Linked DNA regions of Triticum aestivum: region 2 is linked to region 1. A link is a contact called in public Hi-C data. All regions are on one chromosome and are shown on one strand. Each heading gives the region's core, a stretch centred on a gene start, on an enhancer-like site or on the middle of the called end of the contact. The rest is flanking DNA. Distances are from core to core; before and after follow the strand shown. Region 1 has its middle 160 kb from the start of LOC123132713. Region 2 holds the start of LOC123132713 (transcription factor MYBC1).

Evidence for each region. A called contact is a pair of places that touch in the nucleus more often than the background predicts.
Region 2: a Hi-C map of leaf shows a contact between it and region 1, with 5 times the contacts expected there. The contact joins the promoter of LOC123132713 here to the enhancer-like site in region 1. A contact is called at or near these places in 2 of 5 Hi-C or Micro-C datasets (both in leaf) and 1 of 1 datasets of contacts at active chromatin or transcription factors (leaf).

The regions. Positions count from the first base shown.
Region 1 is chr1B:478,682,037-478,688,678 of IWGSC CS RefSeq v2.1, forward strand. No RefSeq gene overlaps it. Among protein-coding and RNA genes, the nearest start is that of LOC123132713, 160 kb to the right of the region's middle. Within about 2 kb of position 3,230, at least 1 of the 8 cell types and tissues checked has an H3K27ac peak or open chromatin away from gene starts, as enhancers often do. A contact at or near this core is called in leaf, where this site is marked.
Region 2 is chr1B:478,838,728-478,845,400 of IWGSC CS RefSeq v2.1, forward strand. It overlaps LOC123132713 (transcription factor MYBC1), which reads left to right and starts at 4,931. Exons shown (of 1, transcript XM_044552535.1): 1 at 4,931-6,673. The coding sequence starts at 5,344. The coding sequence ends at 6,270.

The DNA.
Region 1 (6,642 bases), core at 1,980-4,479:
AATTAATCTTAATGATGTTTGTCAGCGTCTTTTCTCTTCATAGTTGAGGAATTTTAATTTCTTAATTCTATACTCATATAGTTGACATAAGAAGTTTTTACACCACAAAAAGGAACTCATACAAGATCATCTGCATCCCGAAAATTTCTAGGATGCGTACAAGATATGAATTCTTGATAGCATCTCAAATCCCGAAATAAAACAACTAGATCTAATGTATAATTTCAAAACTGATATGAGATGAAAATCAAGAGAAATTAGTATACTGTGATGTGCTAACCTGCTAGTTTGTTGGCTGAACTAGTGAAGTATGTTGCGTCTCCAACTCGCCGTATGAATCAGATTGTGAGAAGCAGAGTAGGCAGTAGGGGATCAGAGTTAGACCGGCGGCAAGGGCACACGGCAGCAGCGGCAGCAGCGCCTAATCTCTACCCTCGTACAAGCTAATTACGGACGAAAGAACGGAGTCCAGGAGACTAGATCGGAGGTTACATTGTCAACTGGCCGCTAATGGACTTTTACTATGGGCTTTTTTCTCTTCTTTTTGTAAAGTGCACATTAATAGCTTGAGATTAGGGGGGGGGGGCAACTACGTTGTACGTGCGATTATGGGCTCGTTGCATGTACGTCTCCAAGTATATAGCTCGATCCTTGGGGGGAGGGGGGCTGGCCCCGGCTTGCCCCCCCTTGGCTCGCCATTGTGAACGCGTTTGCACCCTGTCCCCCGCATGGGTCGGGGAATAGGTGCTCCCCCTAGACCGAACCGGGGTTGATACACTTTGCATTTGGCTCGTGTTTTTCAACCCCTTGTGATTTGAGGGACCATTTTCTGGGCCTGACTCGATGGTGTTGAGCTCTATGTCATCGTTGTTAACGGTGTCTTTATTACAAGTGTCATTGAAGTGGGTATTGGCTCCTTATGGCTTGGGTCCCTTTGCTTCTTGTCCTCTTGTTGACTTTTTGTTTATATTTTCATTTGCTATTTTGACTTGTTGATCATAACAATTTGCTTGGACTTATTCCGCAGTCCCTCCGTTCCAAAATACTTGTCGTGGTTTTAGTTCAAATATGAACTAAAATGGCAACGAGTATTTTGGACGGAGGGAGTAGAATTAAGTGTGACCATCAAATATTACCAATCATTTCTGAAACAATACATGTATAAATATACATTTCATTATACTACCAGAAAAATATTCAAGCCTAAAAACAAAATGTCTAATAAACACACAAAAAATCAAAAACCGGCAGAAACCAAAAACACACCTAAAAAACAAATAACAAACATAGCAGAGGAAAACCATGGAGAAACCAATGAAAACTGGTAAACCAGGGGGGCCAGGAAATATGCCAGGCCCATTCAGACGCTGCCCTGTGCGTCTAGTACTCTCTCGCAGCCCAGCCATATTTGAACTCGGGCAGTATTTTTCTAAACCACTCGCACCATTCCCTAAGAAAATCTCATGTCTCTTGTCTCAAAAAAGAGAAAGAAAAAAGCTCACATAGTAAACTGCAACCGAGCTCTGCCCCCCAGACCAGAATCCAGTGTACCTACGATACAGCACATTCGGGGCGGACCTCAAGCTCAACCTCAACCAGCCCCACCACATTCTCTACATCCCACGCATATAAAAACAGTTTGAGCCCATATCTACAGGATTAGATTAGTCACCTCCCCCCGTGATCGCATTAGGGCATGAGCTCACTGCCACCAAGTGGCGCGCATTTTAAAACGCAATCAGATTCTCTCGGCTGCACCAATGGAATGGCAGCCATGATTGGGGCCCCGTACTAGTATAACTTATCTCCCCGCCTCGTGGATAGGTGTATCAGTGTGTGTGTACATATTCGTTCGTTGTAAACAAATTAAATTAGCCACTAACTAATCATACAGTGTGTTTGTGTGTGTGTGAGAGAGATCTTGATCCTTGAACAATAAAATAGGTGTTGATTGAGGAGCTGGGGCCAAATAAGATATGCAATGGCAGCATCTCCCGGTTCATGTATCCCCAGCAAGAAGCATCTCTTGTCTGTGTTTGCATACGTCCTGATCTACTCCAAGATCTTGGTGCGTGGGTGGGTGCGACGATGATGGATGCATGCGCTCCGCCCTCCAGATCCTCTGAACCTTCCTTCTGTCCTGCTACATATGTACTCCCTCCGTATGGAAGTGAACTCCACATAGTAGTATATTATACAGAATTAGTCAAGCAGAGTTGTTCCGATGTAGCTAACCACACTGAGCTAGAACCTAGAAGTAACTGAATTTCCACTCTGAAATCATTTTTCCTTCGGACTGCCTGCCCAAGTGACGACCCTATCTCTCCATTCCTTCAACCTGCAGGCTGCAGGTAGGTCGCTAACCTGCCAACGGAGGAGGCATGGCACGGTGATTAGAGTATTCTTCTTCTAACGCTACTAGTAGTTGATTAGCGTCCGTCCAGGAGAATATATATATCCTGGACCGACAATAGGAGCATGACCTTACAACAAACAGTACAGCAGTACACCACTAAGCAGCTGGATCAGGATGTGCGCTCTCTGACGCCACACATGCTGACACGCAGCATTAGAAAGTTTCCCTGACACCAACTGTACTAGTACTAATATAGGCCGAAATCAAATGGGCGTTAGTGATAATAAACATATGATCTTCTGGTTTCTGATGCACAAAAACGCCCAGGCTGGACTAGTACTTACTAAAATCCAGTTGACATCTAAGCATGTGCCTTGATGTGATGCAACCATATCTTACTGTCTATAATAGCTGTTCTCTCTCTTGGACTCTTGGTCTTGGAAGCTATCTATTTCCCCTTTCCCAGCTGAGCTGAGTTCATCTCCTGTTGAAACAGCGGCACAAGGATTTGCAGCTTGGATACATCCTTGGGGCCTTTTGTGAGTGGGTTGGGATTGATCTTGGCGCCACTGTTACCCCCTGGTTCCATGAGGGAATAAAAGCGGTTCACTGTCTGGGAAATGGAGTTGTTATCTATCTGGTTCTGATTGTGGTTGGGAACTTGAGTCAGCAACAAACATCCAAAGGTGATGCTGTCATGCCAGAAGACTGGCCACAACAAGACAGTTGAGCAAAACCCACTCCAGTCATGTCCATTGGTCAGTCGACTAATCAACGTCTGGAGCCCAGAATTCACCATCTCTGTAGTGTACCACATCCCAGATTGATTTATAGCCATCTCTGTCACTGCTTTAGTTAAACTCAGCAAGTGCAGATGTGCACAAGTAAGTGAGAGCTAATTCAAATCCCACCACCAAGTGCTGTCACTGTTCACATCAGTACATCACCACCCACATCTGGACCACTTGGAAGTCTGAGAAGAACAAACAAACAAGCAAGCAGCAGGTAGCAGCAAAGCCTGGGCAGTCCATGAAAGAGCTTTCAGCTGCTTGCCATGATGGTGACTAGTAATTAACAATTGCCAACTACACTAGTAATAAGAGTGGCTTGAGTGCTAGGCAATGCTTAGCTCCCAGTCAACTTTTTATCCTCTCCTCTAGAGGGGCGCCAGCCTTTGGATTAAACTAGACGGGATTAGCAAGGGAATGTTACTTTCTTGGCATCACAAAGCAAGCATGTCTGCTCTAGTTTATTATTGATGATTCCATCAGCAGAACCTAAGCAGCAGTGGTGAAAGAAAGATAGTGGTGGCCGCAGTTTGACCGGACCTAGCTTAGCTGCTACTACTGATAGATCACTTGTGCGTGTTACTTTGGGCCTGCCTAACTCCAGGGAATTTGCGAGCTGCTTTTCACGAGTTAGATTTTCTAGACGAATCTGCAGATGCTGTGCCCACCAATAACTACTATCCTAGAGCAGACAGAATATAAATTCAGAAAGCTACTTCTATCTCGGTGATCTAGGCCCTCCTTCAAAAAGCCAAGAATCCAAAGTTATTATTAGCAATTAGTACAAGATGAGAACTAGGGAATACTAAACAGCATCAAACCAAAACAAAATGCTTGGTCACAAGACAAAATTAGTATCCTTTGCTTCTATTTTTGATGATTTAATAAAGATAGTACTCCCTCCGTAAGGAAATACAAGAGCGTATAGATCACTACTTTAGTGAACAGAGGAAATAGTAAGCAGGACAGGCCTGTTTTGTCCTATCTGAAAATTCTGCTGCTGTTAGTGAAAACATGTGAAGGTGATAATAGAAGAAATGATGGTTTGGTGGGGGAGAGGGTTCAGATCTGCCACATCAATACCTTGTACAGGCAGCTAAACCAACAGCTCTGCGGCGTCAAAGCCACCATGTCCCTCTCACCGAAATATAATGGAAAGAATCTGAGGGTCGCCATCGCCGGACAGAATCGCTGTCATTATGCAATCTTCATGCTAGCTGATAGCCCGGAAATCTCCGGCTTCCGCTTTGTTTATCACTGCCAAAGCAATCGTTGGCATGATTGTTAATCAATCTATCTATGGCTGGCTTTTCCCAACACGAACACCGCCGTACCTACATGTAGCAGCTCTTAAAATAACGGCCACGCCCGATCTCCCCTGAGTTGTATAATCAATTATGGTCATGATGATAAGGCGGAACAAACAAAAGGATCAACGCATGACTTGTCAAGATAAATACAGTGCCGATTTGGCCTTGTTTAATCGGGGAGGTGAAGATTCGCCGTCGACCGGAAATTGTTTTATGACAATGATATGCTATATATATTTTGGAGGAAAAGTGGTCACATGAAAACTTATGGCTAGATTCTTCTCTGGGCCAATAGTATACTCTCTTGTGACCGGAAGCTATTCGATCCGTTGCCTTTGGCCCTGTTTTGCAAACGTTGACCGTAACTTTATACTATCATTTACTTTTATTTGCCAAAATAACAATACTTCAATGCACTTAACTAAGGTCGATGTTATATTAGCTGGAAAATAAAAGTCATACTAGTCGGTTACTGGCGATTTTTCCTTAGCTATCTAGTTTTTTTTAGGGAATCCTTAACTATGTAGTTGATTATCTTCTTGTATATGAAAATGAGCTCTTGCTGCTCAGAAAAAAAGAACAAGAGCCATGACCTCAAATGACTCTGATTGAACTTATCATTCGGTTACTTTTTCTTGGGCAGATGCCAGTTTTCTTGTAGCTGGTGGACATGACTAGCCAGTAATGATCTTCATCCTCCCTCTCTTCTTATCTTTGTGTGCCCAGACATGTGTCTCTCGCTCTTGAGGCATCAAGGGGTCGTGTGGTTCTAGAGCGCTCAGGTACTATACCACTTACGGAAGCGAGAACATTCCAATGGCGGTCACGCCCGTCTGTCCACTCACACTTATTCGATGTATTGGAGGCCAGTCACGTTGGGGAAAAGCCTATGGAAAAACATCACGTTTTTTCTAAGGTAGACCGTGTAGATGTTGGGATAAACGATGGTACAGTTTTGAAACCTATTATTGGTGCCAATGTTATCCCCAATTAATGTGCTGCCAGCGATCATTATGCTATGTGTACCATCAATTCAAGTTGTGCATACTTTAGGCTTTTTTCTCGAAGAAACTTCCGATCTATTTATAATCAATCATGATGGTACAAAGAAGATCATAGAAATTACAACCAGGGCCATGGACTATCTAGCGACAACTACAATCACACGATCGAGCCGAAAGCATGTCAACGTCATCGCCCATCCCTCATTGGAGTGTGGTAAATCTTGTTGCAATAAGCAATAAGGAAGTCGTCATGCCCACAAGACCAGGACAACAGAACAACAACCATCAACAATGAAGATAGTTGTAAATCGGAAGAATCAAACTTGTAAGCAGCCAAACGAAGGCAAGCGAAGATCAGATGCAAACAAATCCACCAAAAACCAGCACCGGCCGAATCTCGCATGATTTGACGGAAACACACCTCCACATGCCCATGTGACGTCGCATGACCCACCATAGGGACGGGGATCGAATGTGGGAGAGATTACTTCTAATGAGTGGCAACGCCGCCCACACAACCCAAACCAAGACGTTAGGGCATCTCCAAGGTTGACCCCGTACCAGACACCACATCCGTCCGCGGACCAGTGGGGACCAGTTCATGGACACTGCTGCGGGAACAAACCATCCAAACGTGGTCGCATACATTTCAAAACGGTTTCAACACCGAAAGATTTTCCTGAAACACGATGGAATTCATCAAAGTTCAGATAGAACATAGCACAATTCATCCATAAATAGCATGCAAATATATCTAGTTGAACAATAGTTCAAATTCAATGAGATAACCAGATGTTCATGTTGGAAATATGCCCTAGAGGCAATAATAAAATGGTTATTATTGTATTTTCTTGTTCATGATAATTGTCTATTATTCATGCTTTAATTGAATTGACCGGAAACCGCAATACATGTGTGAATACATAGACCACAACATGTCCCTAGTGAGCCTCTAGTTGACTAGCTCGTTGATCAACAGATGGTCATGGTTTTCTGACCATGAACATTAGATGTTATTAATAACGGGATCACATTATTAGGAGAATGATGTGATGGACAAGACCCAATCCTAAGCATAGCACAAGATCGTGTAGTTCGTTTGCTAAAAGCTTTTCTAATGTCAAGTATCATTTCCTTAGACCATGAGATTGTGCAACTCCCGGATACCGTAGGAATGCTTTGGG
Region 2 (6,673 bases), core at 3,681-6,180, 160 kb after region 1:
ACTTCTTTATAGGCTATATGTGAGCTTCTCTTTACTTTCATTACGACTTTAAAACCTTTGTTGAACCTATATGCTTTTTAATAAAGTTGGCCGTATGCATCGTTCTGATGCAGAGGCCGGGGAGTCCCCCTTTTCGGAAAAAAAATACCTTTTTTCTTATGAGGTACAACAGTGTCCCAACAGTGTAGAGCAAAAGAGCAATCTCAAAAGAGATGCATACAGGTTTCTTCAATATTGTCATTGAAGACGGCACAATGGTATGATAAAACAAAATTCAATGGAGCAAATTCCTTGTATTTATTCTGTCATGTAATAAGTGCCAAAAAGAAATCTTTGTATTCCGGAATCGTGGCACTTTCCCAAAGTCTCAAGAACAAAGGAGGTGCATGTTTTTGTTTTCTTAAGTATCTGCACATTTTCATGTAAAAAGAAGTATGTACATTTTCATGGACGAATATCCAGAAAAGTTTCAAGAATAGGTCCACTAACCTGATTGTATTGTTACATATTAAAAAAATTTGTTTTTAGTACTATGCTCTTTTTTCCCACACCGCATAAAGCTTTCTAAAAAAAATGATTGGAGATTAAGATGTACTCCCTCCGTCCTAAAATATAAGAATATTTTTCACACTATGATAGTGTCAAATGTGATCTTGTATTTCGGGGCGAAGGGAGTATCTTTTTGGAATACATTTGACATTTGGGAATTGGTTTTTTCAGCCGGATGCACAAATAGGGTTGTCGCAGTTTGAGGATTACTGGGCCACACATCATGATCATGCGTGTACTTGGGTTCCTGGCGCGTGCTCAGCTTTGAGTGATGGATTGGTGGGGAAGCGGCGACTATAGGGGCAAGATCGAGTGGAGCATGAACTGGGCAGCACACAGCGCATGCCGCTGATCTGATCTGATCTGATCCGCATTTCCTCTTTCCCTGGCGTTTTTGCCTCCCAGGGATCATGGGATTTAACCTTCAAATCCACATCCTGTTCTCTTTCTCCCCAGCAGACAATGATTAGGAGCTGATTTGGTTGCTGGTCCTCTTCTTTCCCCCGAGAGCATGCCTGCCTCTTTTTCACCGAGGCCAATGTTTTGTGAAAAGGAGGGGGCTGCAGGGTTAAGTGGAAAAGTGCTACTGGGATAAAGTTGCTCAGATATTCCATGGGCTACCCTACGGCAGTGAAATATTCCATGGAGTAGCAATTGCTAGAAACAGACAATTTCAGAAAAAGGGAACTGATATGTTTGCTTCTATATATATGGCTCTCAATTTGCACTTGCAGTTGACGCGTCGACTGTTCTTGTTAGTCCTGGTCCACTCTGTACAAGATATTATTCCCCATTTTTCATATTATTATTGTTTGAACACGTTATGGACGCAGACACTTATACATCTCACTGAATGTACATCGTTGAAAGGCCTGAAATAACTCTAGAAAATGCGACCATCAATGTCAAGTTTAGGATTTGAACACTGGTGGGTCCAAGCTACCCTCAGTTCACTATTATTCCTCATTTTAATATGTCTAAAATTAGGACCTTTTCATTCAAAATATTTTGGTGAATAAATACAAATTTTTAAAGGTTTGTTTGATTTGTACTGATGCGGTGGGATTTTTTCCTACGAACTACTCCCTCCGTAAACTAATATAAAAGCGTTTAGAATAGTATTTTGCATGCAATGTACTACCTCCGTTTTGGTGAATAAGTCATTCACGTAGTTCTAGGTCGACGATTTCTGTACCTACTAATAAAAGAAATAGATATTCTTAGTCCGTCATACTATTTTATAGAAAACTCCGTCATGTTTCTAATATTAAACCCGCTATACATATCAAATGTTTTTTTTAAATACTCATATCTTCTAAACCATAACTCCAAATTTAACATGTTATATATGGAATTTGATTAGAAAAATATATAGAATCTAAATATGATGTTATTTTACCTGTTAAACATTTAAAAAAAACACTATCTAGGATGCAACCTTAATCAACAGTGCATTATCCGTCTTTCTTTCATATTGGTACTGTTCCCGGCAAAATCAGGATTAGAGACGAAATTGAACATCACCTTGCCCGTTTCTTCGTACGTATTAAATCTAGATGCAAGCCATGTTTAAATAGAAGACATGTGGAATCTTGAAATTGCGCTTTTGTTGGCAAATACCATTTTTGTTTAGGCCGTAGCTACAAATACTCAGATTATAGACCATTTTTTGTAAATTAAGAGCGTGTGGTATTTCTTTCTCACGTTGCAACGCACGGGCCCTTTTACTAGTAACTATCTAAATATGTATTATATGTGATAAAAAATATATATTTAGAAACTACATCCGTGTAGAAATCTAGTGATCTACATTCGCGTAGTAATGAATGTTTGCTTTGTTCTACTACAACCATATCAGACCATAAAACGGTAATAAAACTACTCCATGGATAATGAGGATCGCGTAAGCTGTTATGGTAAAGGACAAAGCTATGATGGCACTAGAGGATAAGGAGTCTGAGTGGCCGTTGCAAAAAATAAAAATAGAAAAATCCAACTGCATGATGACAATTAATCTAGAGAGTAGAAATAAGTAGTACAAGGGGCCGCACGAAAATAATTTTGTCCTAATTCGAGCTATTGTATCGAGGTGGATTTTCTTAGTATTAACAACAACAAAACCTCTTCCCTCGCAAAAAAAAACCCTCTTGTCCTGAATAAATTGGACTAGGCACTTCTTTTGCTTGATAAAAAATGCAGAAGATTCCACGCAAATCGGGGTGGGTAGAGCATTCTTTATGTCTTGCAACCCATTTCTTTAAAATCAAAATTCTATCTTTTATTATCATGATTTTTTAGATCCTACAAACAAAATTAGCCTGCAGTGGTAATTTTGTTAGGAATTGTATTGTGTAACCGAACTCAAATATGGTACTGTATAAATTAATGCCACACCTCCCTGTAAGATACACGTTATGTTTTGTTTTAGGTATAGATCTAATTTTTGTCATCAGTGGATAAGAGTAATGCACCGTAGAAGAGTAGTAAAGGCTCCTTCCGAAATTACTTGCTGCAGAAATATATAAAAATAAATGTATCGATAACTTAAATACGTCTAGATACCTCTATTTCTCCGTTAAGAGGGTGTTTGGATCCAAGGGACTATTTTTAGTCTGAGTAAAAATAGTCTCTTTTAGAGGCTAAAGTTCCAAGCACCCCTGACTAAAGAGAGGCTAGAACTAGTCTTGAGGCTAAAAAATTGTACTCATAGGAAACCTACTAAAATATGTATTAGCCCTCTCTCTCCTCATTTAATTCCTCTCCTTTAACATATGCGAGTTCTGGATTGGAGGGTTTGTAGGATAATAAATGCTCAATAACTTGATTTTAGTTTCTTTAGTATTTGGATCCAAGCATGGGTGAGGCTAGCAAGTTTTAGTCCCACTACTTTTAGTCATGGGACTAAAACGTATCCAAGCACCCTCTAAATATTTTTGGACGGAGGTAAGTACTAAATATTCTGAACCATTATTAGTCGTAAGACTTGGATAACAGCACCAATCAATTGCAGTAAAACGGCTGTCCCCGGCTTAATTGCCACGGTCGAGAACAAATCCAAATTGAATCCTGCCTTTTCTCAATTATTAGTACTATTACCACTTCCCTTTTCTGTGCAGAAAGAAAAAAGAAGCTGCGAGAGTAGACCCAATAGGCCATGTTTGGATCACCCATGACTAAAAGTAGTCCCATGACCCAATAGCCGGGGACAGCCGTTTCTTGATTGAAAGCGAGATTGGTGGATTTTATAGTACCCATAGAAACAAACGGTGAGAATGCAAGGAGCCTTTGACCGGTCCAATCACAATCAAATCGAGTGAATACGATTTTTTAAGCCCTGTTTGGTTCATAAGTCCTAAGACTTTTTTAGTCCCAACTTATAAATCTCAAGTCCCTAAAAAGTCCCTACCTGTTTGATTCCTGGGACTTATAAGTCCCTATAAGACCATATTACAACTATAAGTCCCTCCTTGAGAGTCTTATTTCATAAGTCCCAAATGCCCACTATAAGTCCCTATAAATCCCTCCTGTTTGGTTTAAATGGGACTTATAGGGACTTTTTTAAGTCCCTAAAGCCAATAAGTCCCTGGAAACAAACACCCTCTAAGTACTTCCTCTATAAACTAATATAATATCATAGTGATCTAAACATTTTTATATTAATTTACGGAGGGAGTAACTTTTAACCGGAACAGCAACATGAGATTCACTCAACCAAATCCTACTACTGCTACATTCCTAGATGCTGAACGGCTGTACCTGCGGCAGTAGCAGCAGCAGCAGCTAGGTGGGAGCACGTACGAGATCCAGCCCCCCCCCCCCCCCCCCCCCCACCCCCACCCCTTGCGTAGATAGATCCAGTCGGTCCACACGATCGATCCGTCCTCCGTCCGTCCGTCCATCCATCCAGGCAACGCGGGACGCGAGAGATATCCACCTCGATCGACCCCGAGGGCACACGAGCCACACGAGATTCCCCCTCCCCACCACTCCCGCTCCCTGGTTCCGTTCGGTTGGGTGTGATCCGGCGAGACGAGGCGAGCGACATGTCCACATGAGGACAAACCAAACTCCAGCTAAGAAGATATCTCCCCGTCGTCTCGTCCCGTCTCGTCCTTTTCCAGTCCAATGTTTTTGTTTTGTCATCCTGTGTGTGATGCATGTGTAGATACGTGCCCCGGAAATCCCGGGAAAACGAAATCTCCCGACTTATCTTTTTCATTTTCTCTTTATTACTCGTATTTATCTAGGATATGTAGGAGGAGATGGGAAAGGGGGAGGAGAATCACACATAATTGAGTGTGAAGGCAGGACCAACAAGCGAGCAAACAAACAAAGCAACCAGGGATAACACAAAAATAGCTTTAAAGCCAGACAGAGGCAGGGCAGGGCAGGGCGGGGCAGCCCACTAGTTGAACTACACCGCACCACTCCCGAACTCGTGAGATACTCTCCTCCTCACTCATCATCGGCCTAGCGTCCATCCTAGAGAGAGAGAGAGGGGGAAGGGGCGGAAAAGGTGTGAGCAGATTGTTGATAGATAGGGGGGGAGAGAGAAAAGAGGGGGATATCACAGCAGCAGCCGCAGCAGCGGGCAGAAAGAAAGACCCAAACGAGTGAGAGAGGAGAGAGAGAGACGAAAGCTTAGAAGAAGAGAGATCCACCTCGAAGTAACCCCCTCCCTCCTCCCCATCCTCTCCTTCCTCCCCACGCCCTCCTCCCGTGCTCTCTCGCTTGCTGCTGCCAGCGGAGGACTGCGGCCAAGCCGGCGAATTGCTCTGCTCCGGGCTTGGGAGGATGAGGGAGGAGGAGGAGCCAAGCTGGTTCGCGCGCTTCGACGAGGACCTGCCGGCGCCGGACGAGCTCATGCCGCTCTCGCAGTCGCTCATCACCCGCGATCTCGCCGCCGCCTTCGACATCCCCACGCACGGCGGGGGCGGCCCGCTCAGCGGCGGCGCTGACGGCGCGGGCGGCCAGGAGATGAACGGCGGCGCGTCGTCGGCCGCCGGCTCCAGCGGCGGAAACGGCGGCGGCAACGGGGAGGAGCCGGCCAGGACCCTCAAGCGGCCGCGCCTCGTGTGGACGCCGCAGCTGCACAAGCGGTTCGTCGACGCCGTGGCGCACCTCGGCATCAAGAACGCCGTGCCCAAGACCATAATGCAGCTGATGAGCGTGGACGGCCTCACGCGCGAGAACGTCGCGTCCCACCTCCAGAAGTACCGCCTCTACCTCAAGCGCATGCAGGGGCTCGGCAACGGCGGCGGCGGCGGGGGAGGCAGCCACTCCTCCGGCTCCGGGACCGACGCGGCCACCGAGCACCTCTTCGCCACCGGGCCCTCCCCGTTCCTCCCGCCCGGCCGCGGCCCGGCCGTCGCCGACCCTTACACTCCATACGCCGCCATGCCCGCCCACCCCGCCGCGCACCACCATCACCACCACCCGCAGCAGATCGCCCACTTCCACCACCCCGCCGCGCGCCCGCTCGGCCACTACGGCGCCGGGCCAGGCGGCGGCTTCGACCACGGGTTCCTGAGCCGCGCCGTGGCCAGCGGCGCGCCAGTCGGCCCGCCCGGGATGCACCACCGCATGGTCGGCGGCGGGGCCGCGATGGGGATGATGGCGCCGTCGTCTTTCGCCGAGGAGCTGGAGCTCGGGTCCCGCGGCGGCGGCGGCGGCGGCGGGCGCCGGGAGCTGACGCTGTTCCCGACTTCCGGCGAGCACTGAGTGTCGACATCGACGGTGACCGGCATCGAATGGCGGAGGGGCATCCGTCCGTCCGTCCGTCCTCCTCGGGTATATAAAATTCGTTTTCCCCTCTGCCGCCGCCGCTACTTCCCACAGATCGGCATAGAATCCCAGCAAGATTCACCACATCGTCATATCATAGAGGCCAAGAATTCTTGGGAATTAGCGCTCCGCCACCCATCCAATCCATCCATATTTTCTATCTATCTCTCTCTTCGCCAGTGCTTCTGTTCTGTTCTTGTGTTGCGGATATTTGTCATTGCTGTCCCGTTCTCTCCTTGTTCTTTGCTGTTGATGACATAAAGCTTAGCCCTAGAGACAATTATTTTAGACGGTAAAAAAGTTGTGAAAATTTGCTGCCTGCTAGTACTTTCATTCATGC